Regions from separate parts of the Mus musculus genome. Here region 1 is linked to region 2. A link is a contact called in public promoter capture Hi-C data. All regions are on one chromosome and are shown on one strand. The core of a region is the stretch at or near the end of the contact, and the rest is flanking DNA. Distances in the headings are between cores, read along the strand shown.

The links. Promoter capture Hi-C pulls out the DNA fragments that hold promoters and counts their contacts.
Region 1: a promoter capture Hi-C map of liver shows a contact between it and region 2, with 5 times the contacts expected there. The contact joins the promoter of Plekha7 here to the promoter of Rps15a in region 2. A contact is called at or near these places in 3 of 39 promoter capture datasets (cranial neural crest, liver and pre-B cells), 2 of 484 Hi-C or Micro-C datasets (CD4 T cells and the G1E-ER4 cell line), 5 of 115 datasets of contacts at active chromatin or transcription factors (astrocytes, embryonic midbrain, embryonic stem cells and 2 more) and 2 of 9 other capture datasets (adipose tissue and embryonic stem cells).

Annotation. Positions count from the first base shown.
Region 1 is chr7:116,306,059-116,311,337 of GRCm38.p6, reverse strand. It overlaps Plekha7 (pleckstrin homology domain containing, family A member 7), which reads left to right and starts at 2,962. Exons shown (of 27, transcript NM_001305185.1): 1 at 2,962-3,087; 2 at 3,190-3,266; 3 at 3,356-3,413. The coding sequence starts at 3,005.
Region 2 is chr7:118,114,861-118,120,178 of GRCm38.p6, reverse strand. Rps15a (ribosomal protein S15A) reads left to right here and starts at 4,032. Exons shown (of 5, transcript NM_170669.2): 1 at 4,032-4,043; 2 at 4,933-5,070; 3 at 5,315-5,318. The coding sequence starts at 4,938. Arl6ip1 (ADP-ribosylation factor-like 6 interacting protein 1) reads left to right here. Exons shown (of 6, transcript NM_019419.2): 6 at 1-1,289.

The DNA of each region.
Region 1 (5,279 bases), core at 1,713-4,212, 1.8 Mb after region 2:
AGATCCCATTACAGATGGTTAGGAACCACCATGTGGTTGCTGGGAATTGAACTCAGGTCATCTGGAAGAACAGCAAGTGCTCTTAACCTCTGAGCCATCACTCTCAGCAGCTGAGCCACACTGAAGAGATGTACTATTTCATGTCAGATAAATTCCCATGGGGTTGTCCGGTCAAAGCAATGTGTAACAACTGCTGCCAAACTGCCTTCAAGGAATGTCTTAGGGTTTTCTATTTCCGGTGAATAGACACCATGACCAAGGCAACTATTATAAAGGACATTCAATTGGGGCTGGCTTACAGGTTCAGAGGTTCAGTCCATTGTCATCAGGTGGGAGCATGGCAGCATCCAGGTAGGCAAGGTGCAGGAGGTGCTGAGAGTTCTACATCTTCATCTGAAGGTTGCTAGCAGAATACTGGCTTCCAGGCAGCTAGGATGAGGGTCTTAAAGCCCAGGCCCTCAGTGATACACCTACTCCAATAAGGGCCACACCTCCTAATAGTGCCACTCCCTGGGCCAAGCATATACAAACCATCACAAGAAGGCAGAATCATTTTGTAGTCCCAGCAACAATGAACAAGAATGGTTTTCTTTTTTTTTTTTTAAAGATTTATTTATTTATTATATGTAAGTACACTGTACCTGTCTTCAGACACACCAGAAGAGGGAGTCAGATCTCATTACGGATGGTTGTGAGCCACCATGTGGTTGCTGGGATTTGAACTCAGGACCTTTGGAAGAGCAATCGGGTGCTCTTACCTGCTGAGCCATCTCACCAGCCCATGGTAATCTGACATCTACGAAATAGAATCTCCCACTGTAATTTTCATTTGTATACTTGACGGTCAACTACCTTCCCATATGCTTAAAAGCCACTTGTGTTTCATTTCTATTAACTGTGGTGAGTTCATATTCTTGTCCATTTAATATATTGCTTTCAAATGAGTGTTTAATAAGACATGCTATTTCCCTATGTTCATTTGAAGAACTGGGTCAGAGGCTGAGGGCTCTGCATCCCCAACCACAGCGCCTTTCTCCCTCCTGACTGCTTCAGAGGATCCTCTGGAACAGCAGTCATGTCGTGGTCACCCTCAACGACAAAATTATTTCATTGCTACTGTTAAGAATCGTAATGCAGCCAGGCAGTGGTGGCGCACACTTTAGTCCAGCACTTGAGAGGCAGAGGCAGGTGTTTTTCTGAGTTTAAGGCCTGCCTGGTCTACAGAGTTCCAGAACAGCCAGGGCTATATACAGAAAAACCTTGTGTCAAAAAAAAAAAAAAAACGGAGAAGAAGAAGAAGAAGAAGAAGGAGAAGGAGAAGGAGAAGGAGAAGGAGAAGGAGAAGGAGAAGGAGAAGGAGAAGGAGAAGGAGAAGGAGAAGGAGAAGGAGAAGGAGAAGGAGAAGGAGAATCATAATGCAGGTAAATATCTGATATACAGAATAGATATCTGACATGCTACCCCAAGGGCTCGCGACCCACAGGTCAAGAAACACCGGGAGAGCTCCGGCTGTGCCCCCTTCAGGGTCCATCCTACTGATCTCTCATTCCAGTGCCCAGTGCAGACAGTTGCACCCTCTTGTGAGACTCCTTAGACCCGCAGCTTTTGTCTCTGCAAGGCTGGCCTGACCCTTGCCCAGCGCCTAGCTTCCGGCTGCTGCTCCGCCCACTTGCAATGTGACAGAGTGTCTGAGTGTTTTGCATTCTTCTGCTCTTCTGCTGCTGAGGAGTTGCAGTTTAAAGGCTGAGGCAGATAGTTCAGGCGCCCAGGTCCTGGAGTTTGGGGCAGACCAAAACCCCTTCTCTTGTCCAACTGACGCAAAAGAGTAAACACACAAACGTCAATTAGGAGCAAATGAGTGAGCTAAGGGTTTCCTTTTACTCTGGGGGGTTCAGGAGCGCTCCCCAAGACCTAAGTAGGTAAAGAGCTCGGCTTGACAGCTCTTCCAAAATGAGAGCAGGGAGATCCAGACCCAGCATTCTCTTTTTTGCCTGTGATCTCTACAGCTTCAGAAGGGGGGGGGGGGGGACGACACGCATTTTTTTTTTTTTAATTTAAAGATTTATTTAATGTATGTGAGTACACTGTTGCTCTCTTCAGACACACCAGGAGAGGGCATCGGATCCCATTACAGATGGTTGTGAGCCACCATGTGGTTGCTGGGATTTGAACCCAGGACCTCTGGAAGAGCAGTCAGTGCTCTTAACTGCTGAGCCATCTCTCCAGCCCCTACCTTTTTGTTTTTTGAGACAGAGTCTCATAGTAACCCGCGCTGCACTGAAACTCTGTCAAGCAGTTCTGTGTCTTCCAACTCTCAGCAATCCTTCTGTTTCAGTTTCCCCAGGCCTGGAATCACAGGCAAGCTTTTCTCCTATTTTACATTAGACTTGGAGGTTGCTCCGGAATCCAGCAGAAACCTGTTCGGTGTTCCTTGTCTAAGAAAGAAGCACACTTCCGGGGTAGGGGGGAGGAGAAGCAGAGGTGTGCAGGTCGCCTGCTTTTCCTGGAGCAAGGGTGTGTGTGTCAAGGGTGGGGGATGGGGGGGGGCTAGACTGTTCCTTCGCCCGCGAGTCTCGGGGACAAAGGCTGCGGGGCCTTGTGCCTTGCTCCGGCCGGCCTTCCACCAGTGAACTTTGGAAGCACCGGCCGTGACCTCGAACTGCGAGTCACCAAGGCTGGGAGCCCACGCTGCACCCACCACAGGGGAACCCAGTAGGGTCGGTCCAAGTCCCTCTTGTCTCAGCCCCTCTCCACTCCTTCCTGCTCTCCCCCTCATTTCTTCCAATGCACCCTTCTCCCTATCCCTCCTCAGATCTTGTCCTCCCCTCCCTATCCCTACCCAACTCCTTGTTCCAACTCCTAGTTACTCCAGCTCCCCGTTTCTCGTCCCTCCCACTCACTCTGTCCAACAACTTGCACCCCTATCTCCTCGCCCCGCCCCTTACCCCGCCCCTTAACCCATCCCCCCCCCTCCCCCGGCCCGGGGCTCAGGCGCTGGGCGAACATGGCGGCTGCGGTCGGGCGGGACACCCTACCTGAGCACTGGTCCTATGGCGTCTGTCGGGACGGCCGCGTCTTCTTCATCAAGTGCGTGAGGGGCGGCGACACCCGGACGGGGTCGTGCGCTGGGGCTGGGGCCGCGGGCGGGCGTGGAGGGCGGCGGCGCTAACAGGTGCACCTCTCCCGTAGTGACCAGCTCCGCTGCACGACCTGGCTGCACCCGCGGACCGGCGAACCGGTCAACTCGGGTCACATGATCCGCTCAGGTGGGCGCTGGGTCGGTGCGGGATGCAGGGTGCGGAGCGGGGTCGCCACGGCTGCGCTAGTTTGACCAACTTTTCTCGCCTTCCCGCAGACTTGCCGCGCGGCTGGGAGGAGGGCTTCACGGAGGAGGGCGCCAGCTTCTTCATCGAGTAAGTGAATCCGCACCGCGGCCGCACCTGCCTTGCTCTCCCGCAGCCTTGGCGGGCTCGGCGCTCGGGGTTTGTTTGCTTGACGGTGGCGGGCTCGGGGGGACGGCTGCGTACGGGGGTTCGCAGCGCCGCAGGGGGCCTGGCCAGGTCCCGCCCGCCGGTGGCCGAGCCTGCAAACTCCAAGGCTCCCCCGGGACACGCCTACCCCGGGGGCCTGCGCTGGGCACAGTGGCGGGTGGCGGGGAGTAGGGCTCGCGTGGGTCGGGAGTGTGGCCTGAGGGCTTGGGCGTGGGGGAGGGGGAAGAGGGGCCCCGACGCTACTCTAGCCGCGCTGGCTGGGCTCGCCGTGGAGAGTTGGAGCGCGACCCGGGCCGCCGCATCCTTGCTTCTCAGGGATGGGATGGGGGTGGGGCTCCCAGGCAGCCAATGATATTCCTGGAACTCTACCCGCGCGTCTTCGGCGGGCGCCGAACGCCGAGGAACGCGGACGATCTGCTCTGCCCGGGCTAGTAGAACGGGAGCTTTGCCGCCTGAGCCTCTGGGCGCTGTCCCAAGTTATTCTTGGTCTGTTGGTCCGCGTGGATCTGATCTCGAAGTTGTAAGGGGACACGAGTGTACAGTCTTCACTTTTCCCAGTCGGGCAAGGTGCCTGTGTTGCAGCGTTCCTCCCTCTGCTTCCTGTGGGTCCTGGGAGTCAGAACTTGCCTTTGATCGTTTGCCCCAGTCAGTCGGTGCCTGGCATAGAGTAGGAGCTCTGTAAATGTTTGTTTATGGAATGAATGAACTAGCCAAAGGTCTGGCGCTCCATGGTTTGACTGGCACTCGGTGTACTGTGCGCGACCGTGACTCAGAATTCATTTCTTCACCAACTTGGAAACAATGTTTAGATCTGGATCAGAATATGTGAAGAAAGTCCCCGAGCCTCCTTTGTCACATGGGACTCTTGTATAGTGGCTGCTGATGGATGTGCTCTATGCAAGGGAGGTGCTCACTATTTCTGTTCGTCAATTTGTAACCCACGGGAGGAAAGGGAACAAAGAGTGAACAAATAATAATAGCAGGTAACGGTGACTGCTGTGCGGAAAATTAACATGAGGGGATGTGACTTGAAGTGATTGGATGGCTGATGGGACTGGTAGGTCCTGATGACTTTTTTTCTGAGCAGGTGACATTTGGAATTTGAATGACAAGAAGGACCCTTGCTGTGGTGACCAGTAGGGGCAAAACATTTCAGAAAAATGTTTAAGGAACAAAACCCTTCGAGTTCAATGAGGGGTTGGGGATTTTGCTCAGTGGTAGAGCTCTGGGGGAAAAAAAAGTTCAGTGAGCAAAAAGTCTTGTGTGGCTTGGAGGAAGTGACCAAGGGCGAGGATGGCATTAAAGGAAGGCACAGGAAGGGAGGTAAAGGATGAAACTGGAGCAGGGTAAAGAGCTGCTGAGCTCTATCCTGAGACCAGGGAGAATGCAGACGTTTTAAGGTGGCTTGGTATGTTTGGCAGTTTTTGGGAGTATGGCGTTTGGGTGGAGAGCTGTGCCAGGGAGGTAGGAGAGCAGCAGGAAGCTGTGGCTGTGGTCCAGAGCAGACGTTAGTGGGGGGGGGGGTGAAGCACGGAGATGGAGAGCAGGAGTCAGATAGAGGCTGTGCTCTGGATGCAGAGAGAGAGAGAGAGAGAGAGAGAGAGAGAGAGAGAGAGAGAGAGAGAGAGAGAGAGAGAAAGAACGAGAACACTCCTGGGGGCCTGGGGAGATGATGCTCCGTTCATAAAGTGCTTGCCATGCCAGCATGAGGACTCACATTCCATCTCATAAAAACCCAGGTGTAGTAACAATGTGCACGTGTAATACTAGCGCTGGGAAGGTAGAGAC
Region 2 (5,318 bases), core at 2,783-5,282:
GGCTCTAGTGCCAGGTGTAGCTGGGTACATTCCCCGTCAGTGTGACTTCCTTTCATTTTGACAACTTCCTTCCTTTAAGATGCTAAGTGGTGAACTTTACTGTTTTGTACAGTGAACTGTGACTTTGTTGATGTTTGCTTTAGCTATATTCAAGGCAGTGGTCTGTGGCTACAGGAAGCTGGTTCTACTGTCTGCTTAACAAACTGTCTTTGTGAGTACAGAGATTGGGTTTACCACTTCTGCTGAGGAGACCACTTAAAATTCATTCCTGAGTTTCCACTGTGGGAGAATACCCATGGAATAAGATAAAAAATTAATTCCACACCCTAGTGTGTGTAAGTTCCTCGCTCATAGGAAATGCAACAGTTTGAGGGAGCATTGCCCCTTTGTTCCTGTGAGGACTGGCAGGCTTTGACTGACCTCTCATTCCCTTTGCACTGCTTCAGGTTAGTTCTAGTCCATAATGGCCTTTGAGCAGCAAGCTTTCAGAAGATTATATTTGAGGATTGTAGCAGTTTCTTTGTTTCAGATTGTCAGCTGACTTAAAATGTTTGTGACTTTCCTGTAAGGGCAGCCAGGGATAAAAGTATCCTTTGTTCAATGAGTAGAAAACTAGATTATCTATTAATATTTAAGACCAGGAAAAAAAAAAAAGAGGCTTAAGAGTAAGCCTGGAAAATCTCACTTGTTTTCGTAGTATTGGCTGTATTTCAGTGCCTCCAGCTTTGCACTTGAGAGACAAGTGTTTACTGCTGTTTGACTTTCCCCTTGACATTTCTCAGAAAAATGCAGGGCTGCAGCTGAGAGCAGACTGCTGATTGGTGACTCTGGTCTGCCTAGCTTTTGCAACTCTTTAAGCTTACTGTGATCACGTGCCCTCTCAGTAGGGGGCTTTTAGAGCAGTTGAAATCTGCAGAACTGAACCTCTGAGGGCCAAAATAGGACATTTGGGAACAACTCCTTAACCCATGAACTAGCTGTAACATAGTTTGTGGATCCATGCACTGATGCTGTGAAGCCTGCCCCTGTGTGTATCTGTTCTCTCACCTCCCTAGCACTGTAAGCAGCGGTGCCTCTTGTAGCATGTGTGTTTGTTTTTTAATGTTTCATGACTCCCACTTTGATTTTACATGTTTTCTTGTAAATAAGCCTGCCTTCCTACCTGGAATTTGTGTGTGTGTGACTAATACATGTTCTACGAGTTAACTACTTTGGCAGTTTTAATCATTTCTTCTTTGTTTTGTGGTAAAGGGGAAAAATTAAAAACCAGTTGGAACCCTTTTGTCTCACTTTCTTTGTTAACTCTGAGTTTATGAATCTAACTAGTGACCACCTGTTGTCATTGGAGCTCTTCTCTAAGGTACCCATGTCAGATGGAAAGGGAGAACACTGAAGAGGAGGAGACAGTGGAGACTCAAAAGATCGTGTACTTAAGCTCCCAAAGCAGGTGGTTGATAATCATCAGTAGTTGATAATCATTTGTCTGCCTTTTAAAATTTGGGTGTCATAACTTGCGGTCTCATTGGGAACAGGCTCCATCCACCCTTAAGCATACTTCCCTTTCTGCAAGTTCAAGTAAAGTCACAAATCCTATGGCTTTGAAATTGCTGACTTGTAATCTCTTGCGGCCAGCCCTGACTTCATGGGAAGACTTCAAAAGTTTAAAATCACAAAAGAAAACTCTGTTCTCTCATTGTGGTAATTGCTCAGGTCAGCTGTGTCTGAGTGCCCTCCTGAGGTTCTCTCACATTCAGGCTCACATGGAGACAGACATTAGGATCTGTGCCCTGTAGGTCTGGGCCTTTGGTACTTCTAGACAGGCTCACAGAAAGCCTGGGTAGGCCTTGGACTCCTGGCCCTTCTGCCTTCACCTCAAACAGTCATGTGTCACTTCACCCAACCTAGTTTTTAAGTGTCTGTAAGGTGTAGTTAAATGCCAGCAGCTCATCTTTGATTAGTTCTAATTTGCCTCTAACAAATCACAAACGTGAGTCAGTTTTTACTGGGTTCTTTTTTTTCCACTTCCCTCCAGCCCAGCCACCCCAAATTTCCCAATTTCTATACAAGTGCACACACATACACACACCCCCTCTAGGAGCTCATCAGCCTGGGGCCATCTAGATTCTGTGGCACACCAAGGTCACAACACTGGGATCAGCTAGCCAAATCCCCACAGAACTAACTAGGATCTCAGATTCATTAACTACCACCCCTCCCCACTGCTGCTTTGATCTGAATTCCTGAAGTCATTCCTATTGGGTCCATGTTAAGGAAATTGGGAGACTGGATGTGAGTTTGAGGTCAGTCTGAAATAGACCTGTGCTCAAAATCCTTATAAACCTTGGGAAAGCCTGTGGTCCTTTTGTGGGGTGAATTATGACTGGGAATGAAGACTTCCCCTGTTGTGAGAGAAGATGAAGGGGACTCTGGCGGCCAGAGCATGACAAAGATGGTTCTGGCGGGCCTTTTTCTTCTCCCTTCCTCTTTTCTAAAAACTATTAGGTTACATTCCTAAAGCTCTCTTATTTGGTCACTTATTTGCTCACTTCCTTCTGAGGCTGACTACCAAGGTCCAGCTTTCAAAGGATGGAGGTCCAGCAACCAAAAGTCCCCTTGCAGCTACCCTAATTAACGTGTCTAACCAGAGTTAGACACTTCATCCTAACAAGAGGTTTTTTCCCCCTTTACCCTCATAAACTGTCGTTTGCTCAAGGGCCACACCTGTCTCCTCTCTATGCAGAGGCAGTTCTTTGTTCCCAGGACTTACATCCTTTCCCTCCCTCTCCCTTGTTCCCCTCTCCCTCACCTTCTATCTCCTGTCTTTGTCTCTCATTCCCTGTCCTTTGTTCCTCTGGGGGAAATAAATCTTGTGCCAAACACTGCTGAGCACTGCCACATTTGTGTGGTCTCTCAAAAGCTCCTCTGAGTGGTTCTATCATCCCTGTTTTAGAGATGGAGAAACTGATTTGTCCATTCAGTTTTTTCTTCAACTATATGTCGAGGACCTACTATGTGGCAGATGCTTCTCCAGACTTAGTGTGAACAGCAATGAACGAAGCTTCCCGAACCTCTGTAGGCTTGAAGCTTAATGGTCCAGGCTAGGAGTCAACAGATTCACTTGAGGTGTAACCCCAGTTACAGAAGTGAGGCAGACAGATCACAGGGCTGCATAATAGGAGGAGGAGGAGGAGGAGGAGGAGGAGGAGGAGGAGGAGGAGGAGGAGGAGGAGGAGGAGTGTAACCCCAGTTACAAAAGTGAAGCAGACAGATCACAGGGCTGCATAATAAGAGGAGGAGGAGGAAGAAAAGTGGACCTTAAGCCGGGCATGGTGGCACACGCCTTGAATCCCAGCACTCAGGAGGCAGAGGCAAGCGGATTTTTGAGTTCGAGGCCAGCCTGGTCTACAGTGAGTTCCAGGACAGCCAGGGCTATACAGAGAAACCCTGTCTCGAAAAACAAAAAAACAAACAAAAAAAAAAAAAAAAAAAAAAAAGAGAGAGAGAGCGAGAGAAGCGGACCATGGCAGTAATCCCTGTTACTAGTCAAGATTTTCATGACTCCGGGGACAGCATTGGGCCACTACTGGTCTCCAAAAGCCAAATTCAAGCCAAACCAACCAAAACAATAATAACAAAAGCCAAGTGCTGTGATGTTTAATCTCAGCACTGGGAGGCAGAGGCAGGTGGAGGCTAGAAGTCAGCTTGGTCTTCATAGTTCCAGCCCAGCCGAAGCTACCTAGTGAGTTTCATTGTGGCAAACAAAACTAAACGCAAGAACCCGCAGTGGCGTTAATGCCAAAACCCTAGAGGCTGAGGCAGGACTGCCGCGAGTTTCAGAGCGACTAGCAGCCCACCATTTCTAGTTTCATCTGCCCCTCCCAGAGGAGGCCCCGCCCTCGCATTGGTTGTCCTATAAGAAATCACAGGGTTTTGGGTTTTTTTTTTTTAAGTGTGTGACCATGAAGTCTCGCGATAGCGCTTCCGCTTCCCATAATTCCGTGCGTTTGCCCGGCCCACTCTCTTTCTGCCATCTTCCCTCGCCGGTGAGTGAGTGTTTGTGAAACTCCGTGTTCATCCGTGTGGTATCTGTGCCATCCCTTTACCCCGTGTTCGCTTTCGGAGTCCCGTGGGCCTATAGATCCCTGCAGGGGCCGTAGTCTCCGTCTGCCGGGGTCGGGGGCTATGGGTAGCCCTTTGCGGGAGCCGGCCCACTGCAACAGGCCGGGCTCGGCTCGGGCCGGCGGGGACGGTGGCCCGCGTGGGCCCTGCAGCCTCCGGTGTCTGCGGGAGCTCTGGAGTCCCGAGTGTCCCACGCGGCCGTGGCCAGGGTTGGCGCGGGGAGTTAGGCTCAGCCACTCACTGCCGAGTTAGGGAACCACGTCGTGGTTTACTCTTGGCGCGTAAAATACGCCTTGGCAGCGTCCTGAGGAGCCGTGGAGGTAGCCTATGGGTTGTGGCCGTTCAGTAGGCTGGCTGGGCTCCCTGTCACGTACTGCCTCTTCTCCCGAAAGGGGGTGTGTGTGTGTGTCTGTGTGTTAAATGGTTACCTGTAAATGAGTTAAGTCGCGTTAACCTCTTGACACACTGCTGGCTTTGAAAATCTTGGCAGACGGTGCCAGAACTTTTTCCTAATGACAGTTCCCGCACCCCCACTTTCAGTTTGGCTAGCTGGTCGGTCCCACCATTTCGAAGGCTATCTTCTGTGTGGTGAGGCTCGGCTTGTGTCATTCTCTCCCCAGCTATTTTGTGTGGTGGGTGGTATGAATAGGAGTGTCTTGGAGGGCTAGACTCTGAAGAACAGTGCTGAACAGTCGGGAAATTGTAGTGAATTTTTCCTGGTTCTTGGGAATGTTGCTTAGACCTAGGAAAAGCTAATGGGGGTAGGACAGCATGATTGGGTGTTGATGCAAACCCCGGCTTTTCTTTCCACAGCCACCATGGTGCGAATGAATGTTCTGGCGGATGCTCTCAAGAGCATCAACAACGCTGAGAAGAGAGGCAAACGCCAGGTCCTCATCAGGCCATGTTCTAAAGTCATCGTTCGGTTCTTAACCGTGATGATGAAGCACGGTGAGTATTGGTGTCTTGGGTTTTTGACAGTGCTGGATCTGGGAGGGAAAGACAGTAACCGTTCAAGAAAAGAATGGGTGTGTTGATGCTAACTCCCAAAAATTTTTATGTGATACGGAGCTTTCAGAATTCTGATGCAGAGACTCAGATGAGAGAAAAATCTAATAGGCAAAAAGTTAGTGTTGGCGTAAAGGTTTAGGTCTCAAATTGATGTCTGGTTTGACGCTGGTCACTTGTTTTATAGGATA